Linked DNA regions of Mus musculus: region 1 is linked to region 2. Evidence: chromatin contacts called from public Hi-C data. All regions are on one chromosome and are shown on one strand. Each heading gives the region's core, a stretch centred on a gene start, on an enhancer-like site or on the middle of the called end of the contact. The rest is flanking DNA. Distances are from core to core; before and after follow the strand shown.

The links. A called contact is a pair of places that touch in the nucleus more often than the background predicts.
Region 1: a Hi-C map of epidermal suprabasal cells shows a contact between it and region 2, with 6 times the contacts expected there. The contact joins the promoter of Epha4 here to the enhancer-like site in region 2. A contact is called at or near these places in 4 of 39 promoter capture datasets (cranial neural crest, hippocampal neurons and liver), 5 of 484 Hi-C or Micro-C datasets (cerebral cortex, epidermal suprabasal cells, uterus and 1 more), 20 of 115 datasets of contacts at active chromatin or transcription factors (astrocytes, bone marrow-derived macrophages, craniofacial prominence and 12 more) and 2 of 9 other capture datasets (embryonic stem cells and liver).

The regions. Positions count from the first base shown.
Region 1 is chr1:77,513,178-77,518,346 of GRCm38.p6, reverse strand. Epha4 (Eph receptor A4) reads left to right here and starts at 3,259. Exons shown (of 18, transcript NM_007936.3): 1 at 3,259-3,406. The coding sequence starts at 3,316.
Region 2 is chr1:76,877,329-76,882,186 of GRCm38.p6, reverse strand. No RefSeq gene overlaps it. Among named protein-coding and RNA genes, the nearest start is that of Mir6343, 370 kb to the right of the region's middle. Within about 2 kb of position 1,491, at least 12 of the 459 cell types and tissues checked have an H3K27ac peak or open chromatin away from gene starts, as enhancers often do. A contact at or near this core is called in epidermal suprabasal cells, where this site is marked.

The sequences.
Region 1 (5,169 bases), core at 2,010-4,509, 630 kb before region 2:
GGCAAAATACCAAAAAGACAAAAGGTAATCTAAATTATCCCTCTCAGTATGCTTATTAGCACAAATATTCTAACATGTCTCTCAGTATTCCCAAATTATACACGAATTCTTATGGGTAGGGTCCTTTCGCCTAAAGAAATCCAGCCATTTAACTTTATGTTTATTTAATGTTTGTATGTATTGATACACGGTCATACTATAGAGCGTGGGTAGAAATCACGATTCAGATCCGACTGCCCTGGAACTCACAAGAGATCTACTCACCTCTGCCTCTGTAGTGCTGGGACTAAAGGTGTATTTTATTTTAGCGCCAAGTGGTTTGGGTGGTAGCTGCAACTCTAACGCTATCTTGTGTTTATGTGACTCCACTGGCTTGTTATAAAGAGGGGAACACTAGAAACCCCCAGGGTCTTAGAGTATACAATGCACAGAGCAGTTCTGCATTGATGGTCACCAGGGCCAGCGCTATGTTTTCATTTCTGCACTAAAGAATTGTATTTGCGCTGGGCGTGGTGGCGCATGCCTTTAATCCCAGCACTCGGGTGGCAGAGGCTGGCGGGTTTCTGAGTTCGAGGCCAGCCTGGTCTACAAAGTGAGTCCCAGGACAGCCAGAGCTACACAGATAAACCCTGTCTCAAAACACCAAAACCAAAACCAGACAAACAAACAAAAAAGAACTGTATTTGCTCGGCCTAGATGTCATCCCAGTGGCCAGGAGAGTGTTCTCTTTGGGGGTCACTGGACAGATGCCCAGTGATCTCACTGAGGAGGCTACAAGACAGGCTTTCCCTCACTTAGCCTTTAGTTTCTTGGTTCTCCTCAAAGCTGGGCTGCGGTGAGGCCTGAGAAGTGAAGCAAAGGGAAGGTAGGCAAGGGAAGACTGTTTGTATCCTTGCTTCAGCTCTGCTTTTTCAGGCATCTGTAGCCAGAAAAGATGATTAATATTCAGTGTGCGCATGGGATGGGATGCGTGCTTTCGAAATGTTGCTGCTTTCAGCGAGATGGGCAGCTAGTTTTCTATTTCAACTATAGAAAATACACAGTACTCACTCGCTTGCCCAGACACAAGTGGCACCTATTGTTTAAAAATGTTTCCCAAGAATCCGGGTTGCTCTTTTCCTTTCTCAATCTGTGTGCCAAACTATAGGATCCTAGATCTTTATCTATTTATTTTCGGTAAAAGCCAGAAAGACACATGAAAGAATCGAGACTTTTCTTAAGGGGACTTAGCGCGGTTATTTTTAATAATTTATGCACACACTTATATTCCTGCGTGCATAATCCCCCCTCCCCCCCGCGCGCTTCACTGATGTAAAATCAGTAGCTTCAATAACGGAAATCCACTTCCCCTGTGGGTGACATTCCAATAGGTTTTTCCAAACCGCAGAGTCAAAATGCCAGGAGCCTTAGCCGCTGTCCCTCTGGACAACCGACTCAGCTACTGCCCACCGGCGCACTCTTGCCTTCTGCAAAAGTTGCTGGTGTGATTAGTCCGGGTCTGAATTTGCAAGCACAGTTCTCCAGCCCTGGACGGGAAACGCGATCGTTCTCCATGACAACAACCAGAAAGCGCCTGGAGCCACGCTCGGATTTCTACCTGCTCCACACCTTGCGGTGATGCTTGGATTTTTTTAACTCCATATTCCCATTTTAGGGGACAAGCTACTCATGAAATCCTTTGCATGTGAAGTTCCTCCATGAAACGTTTTCCGAGTTCTTCTTTCGTAGTCTAGGTGGAGGAAGCTGAGACAGGACTTTACGTACCGTAGTATGGGAGGACCTGACCAAATCTGTAAATAAATTACTAGCCGGGCTTGGACAACCTGCCTGGCTGGCTGAGGTCTTTGTCCGTTCTGCTTTGCTCCGGGTCCGCGCGCTCCCGCATCTGGCCGGCAGGTGGCGCGGTTGGTTCACGTAGATACTCTGCCCCTGCTGTTTGCAAAGTGCCTCCACTCAAACTCCACTCAGGCTGAGACCCAGACTTGGAGGAGGAAAATCTGGCCCGGGAGGGAGCCAAAGGAGGGGCAGCTTGAGGCGAGCACGGAAGGTGGATCTTTTGGAATCCCACCCCTTCAAACGCCTGGGGACCAGCCACCCAGTTTCAACTGGGGCGGGTCCCTTGGTAGCTAGCTGAGCTGCGGTTGGCGCTCAAATTGGCTTCCCCGGTGGCCTGAGCATCGGAGGACCGGATGGTGTCTGCGTCCCTGGGAAGTCGATGGTTGGCACCCAGAACAACGCGGGGTTGTGGGACAAGTTTCTGCGGGTAGAGCCTCTCATTTTGGTCCCCTGGGAGACTGTCCCCATCAGTACCGGGGAGACTTCGGAGTTCAGAGCCACAGTAGCTGCTCCAGGCAGCTTGCGACCCTCTGTCTGTCCCTTCTGTGCAGCAGGTGCTCGCATTCTTACAACCTTCCCCTTCTACACCTAAGTGTCCAGGAATGGCTAGAAGTGGTTCCAGGGACACTCCCTGGAAAGCACAGTGAGTTCCCGGTAGCTAGGGCTGTCGCGAGGTGATTTCTCCCTTCATAGTCCCGTAGTGGGCTCGGTCGATGTGAACACCCGGACCTGGCCAGGGATCACTTCCAAACGTTAGGAAGATTGGGGACAAGTGACCGCGCTCTGCTGCTGGGGAGATGACTGGGTCCCCCTGGCTAGGTAACTAAGAAGGAAAGGAATTATCAAGCTACGAAAGTCCCCCAGCCCAAAGCATTTCCCACGGAGGAACGCCATAAAGACACAAAACCTGGCAGTGAGGGTGGCTGCGTGCAGCAGAGAGCGCCCGACCTTAGCTGGGGTGGACAGTACAGAGACCCGACGACCTCGGCAAGGGGCAAGAGCCAAGGTGCAGGTCAACTTCAGACTTATTTCATCTCAACAGGAGTCTTTTCTCCCTCGCACACCTCCGGACTTGGGGCCGGGCGGGGAATGCCAACGTTTTCTGGCCTTCCCCACCGTCCTTTCGGAGTCTCTCGAAGTTCCCTCTGCCGTCCAAGGGATCGATCCCCAAGGATCGAGACAAGGTCTGGGGCCTCTCGTGGGGGCACAGACCCATCACTGCTGGGAAGCCAGCCTCGGGAGACCTTGAGCCCTGCGGAGGCTGGAGGGGGCGGGACCTCGGGGGTGGGCTCTGCACCGTGGGGGTGGGGACGTGGCGCTGGTTCTGCACTGCTATTGGTCACGAGCTCTGGACTGGCGGGTGTACGTCACGGGCCGGTCCCACCCTCTTGGCAATGTCTTCAGACTGCTGCACTCCTAACTTAAGCATTTATTCCACTGGGATAGAAGCGGCAGGAGCAGCGTTGGCACCGGCGAACCATGGCTGGGATTTTCTATTTCATCCTCTTTTCGTTTCTCTTTGGAATTTGCGACGCTGTCACCGGTTCTAGGGTATACCCCGCGAATGAAGGTAAGAGCCCGGCAGCCCTTATGCGGTCCGGGACCCGGAGGGGGTGATTCACTGATGAATGGTCTTCTGGAGCTCAGAACCAGTTAGGGTGGGGGGCGGGGGGTGGAGAGCGCGGCATGAGCCTCGCGTTCCCACTCCGGAGAAGAGTGCCGAACAGAGGGGATCCTCTTAAGTGGGGACTGAGGAGGATCAGGCTGTCTGAACTGAGAAGGGTGACCGATGCAAGCTGCCACTCTGCCCAAGTTTGTAGCGAAAGGCCAAAGTTTATCAGCATCCGCCTGCAGGGCCGGCTCAAGGCGCCCCGAGGGGATACACCGGGATTTGAAAACAAAACAAAAAAACGTGTGAGCAAAGTCCTCTACATCAGCAGCACAGGCGAGAAGGGAAACCCAAACGTAGAGCGCAGAGCGCCCGGCCTCTTGTCCAAGCCTTGCGAGCCCGGGTTTTTGCAAAGTTTTCCCAGCGCAGCGCTTCCCGGGACCCGGCTGCTTGGTCTCCGGAGCGCGCAGCGGTGGTGGCGCCGCTTGTCGGGCGCCGGTGACCTGATTTCTAGCACCGGGCCTCAGACACCTTTTTCTCCATCGGGCCGCGCACCCTGGAGGTTGCAATCTCAGGCCTACCTCTCCCCTACCCCAGATCCTTAGCTCATCCAGCAAAACTAGGGGACCAGTCAGCGAATTAAACATACCCCACTGTAAGCTTCTCTCTCCAGTATGGGGTACTGGACTAGTCTAGAAGGACAGGCATGACCGACGGGACCCATTCGTGTGCCGTTTTCTGTTTGTCTATTGCGACGTTCTGGAAGGATTGTTTGTCTGTTTTTCTGTCCGAGGTGAGGGGAGAGGTGGTGACCATTTAGTTTGTGATGGGCCTAGGGGGAAAGGAACACTCTCTGTGTCTATTTCTGTCCTTATGTGTCCCTGTCTCTCTATCTCTGTCTGTCTCTCTCCCCCTCCTCTCGTGTGTGTGTGTGTGTGTGTGTGTGTGTGTGTGTGTGTGTGTGTGTGTGTGTGTTTGAGGGCAAATGTGTGCCTGGCGCGGGTGTCTGCAGGAACCTGGACGTTTTGTGCCGGGTAAGCGAGTGCGCACAGTGTGTGAACGTGGGCTCCGGCCTGTGTTCGTGTTCCAACCTGCGCGCATTAGCTGTGCATCTGTCTCATCGATTCTTCCCACTCCGTACATCCATCTATCTATCCATCCAGCCAGCCAGCCTCCGTCTCCCCAGGCATCAGTCCATCTAGCTATTCCTGTGCAATCCACTATCATTTTTTCTGTTCCGAAGGAGGGAGCCAAAAACCAACTTAGGCTTGGCTAGACAGAGGGTACCCGGAGCTCTCCAGGCAGAGGTTTGGACCTTGTCGTACACCTGCCCACAGGCAGTGCCGGGGCGGAGGAGGGGACAGTGGGGGTAGAAGAGTGGTCTCTCCCCTACTCCGTCACATTCCAGGGGTTGTGGCTTCGATTTAGCACCTCGGCAGTTCCCGGGGCTTTTCCTCTGAGCGGAACCGCGTACCTCGCATTCTCCTGGCTATGGCTACTTACTTTACACACTTGTTAAGTGTCCCCAGAGACCTCTCTCGCCCCAGACCTAGAGGTAGTTAGAGTTAGGATTCTTTTTTTTTTTTTTTCTTTACCTTTAATTTCCCCTCTTTTTTTCTTTGGGAAGCAAGACTGGGCGCCCTAGACCAAAAAAAAAAAAAAAAAAAAAGGCGCTCGATGGAACCGTAGGCTAATGTTGAAAGCGGGGGGGGGGCGCGGGGGGG
Region 2 (4,858 bases), core at 242-2,741:
ATGTGTACATATGTATGTATGTACGTATGAGTGTATGTATGGCAGGGTTTTTTAACTTATAGTATTTAGGTGCATTTCTAGTATAAATTCTGTGCCCTCAAACTTGGGGTAAGATGTTGCTACCTGTATTGAAGCCAACAAAGTAGAACTTTATTTGAGACAGAGTTAATATTTATTCTTCAATTTGGGGGTCAGTGACACATAAGCCAAGTAAATGTGTACTCAAACCAGGCATGGAACAATCCAAAATACTGATGGTTAAATCGATGCATTTGCTTAGAATAAGAGCTCAGCTTAAGACTCAGCACCACCTACTTTCCTTGAAGCGCTTAAGCACCTAGGTTGGCGACAGAGAATCAGACCCCAGAAGGTCGTGTTGCATCAACGATACCACTTTCTTTCTTTTTTTTAAAAAAAATTACACTTATTTATTATTTATAGGTTCTGAGGTTTGAACTCAAGTCATCAGGGTTGGCAGCAGGCTCCTTTCTTGCTGAGGATCTTGCTGACCCTACGACAGAATTTCTGGGCTGCAGTTTGGAGACACGACTTCTGTTCCCTGAGGGATCATGAGTGATTTGAGGACTTCATCTGACTCAAAATGCTCCCCTACATTAGATACAATAATCTGTGCTACTTAGGTTCCAGTAATCTAAATGCTAATCATACACAGAAGTAACTGTTTTCATCATGAGATTTAGATTGGCGTTTGGCCAAATAACTGGGCTCTGCAGCCTAGCGGGGCTGACACACAGAGTACCCACCTCCGAGGGTCATGATGTTATTTTCTGTTAGAAAATAATTTTTTATTAAGCATAAGCAAGATATGAAGTCAAGGTGAGAGTTTTAAAGCCTGAGGCAATCCAGGGATGCCAACATCTCTAAACTTTCCGAAGTTTGTATTCTCAAAGGTAAGTTACAGCTGAACATTAATCAGAGTAGTTGAATTTTCTTTCTTTCTTTTTTTTTCTTTCTTTCTTTCCTTTTTTATTAACCTCTTCTGGCCTTCCCAAGCCAAGTGGCATATGAAGTTCCCCCTCTGCTTGGTTGAACACAACAGGCCAAGAGACATCAAGATCAGCCACATTTCTAAAGCTAACAGAAAAACATGGCGGGGGGGGGGGGGGGGAGAGGGGCTCTAAGAGGCACTCAAAGGTAAATACTAGGTTGTAATCTAATTAGCAAATGATAATAGAAGCCAATGGAAAACAGGCCACAGACCTATGAACTACAATGCCCCGGGGGAAATAAATGATTGATCGCTCACAGGCAGGAAGCTGATCAGGGAAAGCATGGTCTTGCTTTTGACCTGAAGGACAGATCACAGTTTCCAATCCGAGTCTGAAACATTTGTAAGAAGCCACATGCTTCAAATTCCCTTGCTTTAGTAAGTTCCTCACTTACACAGAAACCCAAAGACATTCTCCAGTGAGACACCAGTCCTTGTCAGTTCCTAACTTGCTAGGAGATGTGGCTCCACGCAAAACTGCTCTAGTAGAATAACCTGTTTCTCAAGTTCTTGCTATTCTGTAATGCTCTGGCCCATTTGCCGAATTCATACAGACAAACAAAACCCAGATGTCACAGGGCAGATGGGTTTACTTACTCCTGGTTTTCTGTGTCAGATTTTCCTGCTTCGAGGACATCTTTCAAATGTGACTCTTCAGATCCATTGCTGAGCTTGGCATCTGCATGGGATTTCAGCCAGGAGACTTGGGTCCTATTTTAGGAATAGAGAAAAACATAGGGAGTTATATGAGCTCAGGCACAATGAGAACGACATCTCTAGCATGTTTTGAAGGAGTCCCACTGTGACATTGCGGATGATGGGCACTAGGAGATCCTCTGGACCTGTCATTCTCTGACCCCAGCTTTGCTTGAGGCTTATGCAGCAAGTATCACATGGAAGTGACTCTGAGCAAAGGAATTTCAAAGATTTAAACCTCAGAAACAGAACCTGGAGGGCAGAGCAGATTTGAGAGTCCCAAACTCTTCGGAAAAGGGAGCTAGGACCTGTGCTTCATTGTTTCAGGAGAAAGACAGGCAATGAGTAAGGAAAGAAAAGAAGGTGTCCCCTTTTCCAGGCCCGGAGATATTTGTACCACTACAACAAAAGAGAGAGTGGAAAGCTGCATATGTATCAAAAGATGGCCTAGTCGGCCATCACTGGAAAGAGAGGCCCATTGGACACGCAAACTGTATATGCCCCAGTACAGGGCCAAAAAAATGGGAATGAGTGGGTAGGGAAGTGGGGGGGAGGGTATGGGGGACTTTTGGGATAGCATTGGAAATGTAATTGAGGAAAATATGTAATAAAAAATATTAAAAAAAAATGCAGCACCAGAACACTTGAAGAATGCTGTAAAAAAAAAAAAAAAAAAAAAAAAAAAAAAAAAGAAGAAGAAGTGGAAGAAGCCGGGCATGATGGCACACACCTTTAATCCCAGCACTTGGGAGGCAGAGGCAGGTGGATTTCTGAGTTCGAGGCCAGCCTGGTCTACAGAGTGAGTTCCAGGACAGCCAGGGCTAAACAGAGAAACCCTGTCTCGAGGAAAAAAAAAAAAAAAGTGGAAGAGACGGGGAGGAAAAAAAAAGTAGAAGTATAAGAGAAAGCAGACATAAGAATCAAAGGCAAAGTTAAAGATGATCTCTAAAGCAAAACTGAAGGGGTCTGGCATGTTCCCCATAGTCAGAAGAGCAAAATTAAAATCCAGGTACAATTTGATCAAGGACAAAAAGACTTTTTCAAGGAGAAGTTTCAAGCAAACTGCTTCACCCTTTACGTTCTCCTCAATTTCTCTCATTACCTTTAGTTAACAATTCTCATAAATAAATATTGACTACAGGGAGCGAGAACAATCTGGAGCCAGGTGAAAACAAACCATCACACTTGGAAATGGCAGGAGTCCTGTGCATTGAGAGCCATAAAAACGCTTCCCGATTCACAGAGTCTGCATGAGCGATCGGGCCATGGGAAAACAAACCAGTTGAAAACGTAAACAAATATGTTTCCTCCCATCGTTCTCTCAAATACATGCTACTCAAATCTATGGAAACACTGTCAGTATCCCTGAAGAGAAAAATGTTCAATTCAATTATATATATGAATGCCATTCAGCAGAAGACCATGCAACCATTAAAATATACTTACTGAGTTCTTGATTGAATGGGAGATGCTTATAATTAAATACTGAGAAAAATTTAAATAGTTTTTTTTTCTTGTGGTAGCTCCTTATCGTTATTCATATACATATAAAATGATTTGGCTTAGAAGATAATGGCACATACTTATGCGTATGTATGTGAACACCATGCAATCACTAAGATATTAATGATAAGAACTACTTAGAAGTTTTTCATTGTTAATTTATTGACAATTTAATACATGTTTATGATGAATTTATTATTTATTTATTCTCCCTGTCCCAGCCTTTCTTATCTCCCTACTACACCTTTCAACCCTATACCCCTCCTTTTCATGATTAGTAACTTTGAGTTTTGTTGTATGACCCATGCGGTTAAATCTACATCGGATTGGATCTACCCACTGGAATGTGGTGGGGTCACCAGAAGAACACAATAGAAGACAGTGACTTTCTCTTTTCCTGAAGCTGTCCATAGAAAACAGTTCCATAGTGAGGAATGGGGTCTGTGAGTGTCTTTTCATCCCTATTGAGCTATTAATATTCCAATTAATTGGAACACAGTCCCTGTGTAGTCCTCCATAGTTGATGAAAGTTCAATCAATCAAAGTTGTATCTTCTGTTTTATACAGTCTTCTGGGCCCCTCTTCTACAATATTCCATATACAAGAAGCCATAGAGATGCTCAACTGGGACTTATGCTCATACCGTGTGGAGCTGTGTCTCTGCCTTCATCCTCACTGGAGAAGGGAGTTTCCCTGATTAAGGCTGAGAATAGTAATTATGTGTATAGCTATATGTACTTAGGAGGTTTGATGCTATTTTAATTTAACTAAACAATAGGTGAAGTCATCCCCATAGACATCCAAGTTCTACGTCCTTTTTTGTCATAGAACTTTGGTGAGGGTTATAATATCAGGTATGGATTTCTTCCTTAAATCTGCATTTCAAATCATAGTCACAGGGGCTGGGGATGTACCTCAGTTGGCAAAGTAGTTCTTTTTCATTCATGAGGTCCCAGTACTGTACAGGTCAAGAATGGTAGCTCACTCCTGTTATTCCAGTGGAAAAGGAGAGGTTAAAAGATTGGGTTTGGGCAGGAGAACTGAATTAGAGGCACATTTTCTTTCAGAAGCCCTGGATTTTATTCCTACCACCCATGTAGTAGCTCACAACAATCTAAACCTAAATTCCAATACATTATTTTGGCCTCTGTGGGCAGCAGGCACACACATGGTGCACACATATACATGCAAGTGAAACACTAAAGCACATAAAATAAGCTTTTAAAAAATGTTAAGGTTTCAAAAATATTTTTAAATTATGGATGTGTGTATATATATGTGTGTGTGTATGTGTGTGTATATATATACACACACATACACACAAGCACACACACTTAAATATGTTTATGGAGTCCCATGGGTGTCACAGTGCATATGCTGGTCAGAGAACAACCTTGGGTGTTGGCTCACACCTCCCACTTGACTTCAGACTGGATAGCCACTGTCTTGCTACATACAGCAAGCCAGCAGACCTGTGAGCTTCCTAGGATTTTCCAGACTTTAATATCCATTTTCCCATATTAATGCCAGAATTTTAGGCAATTGCTCTATACTTTGATGATGATCATTTCTATCTTCCCATGTCTAAGGCCAGTTATCATCCAAGAGCCTTCTGAAAAGAGTGGACTTGGAAAAATTAAAAAAAAAAAA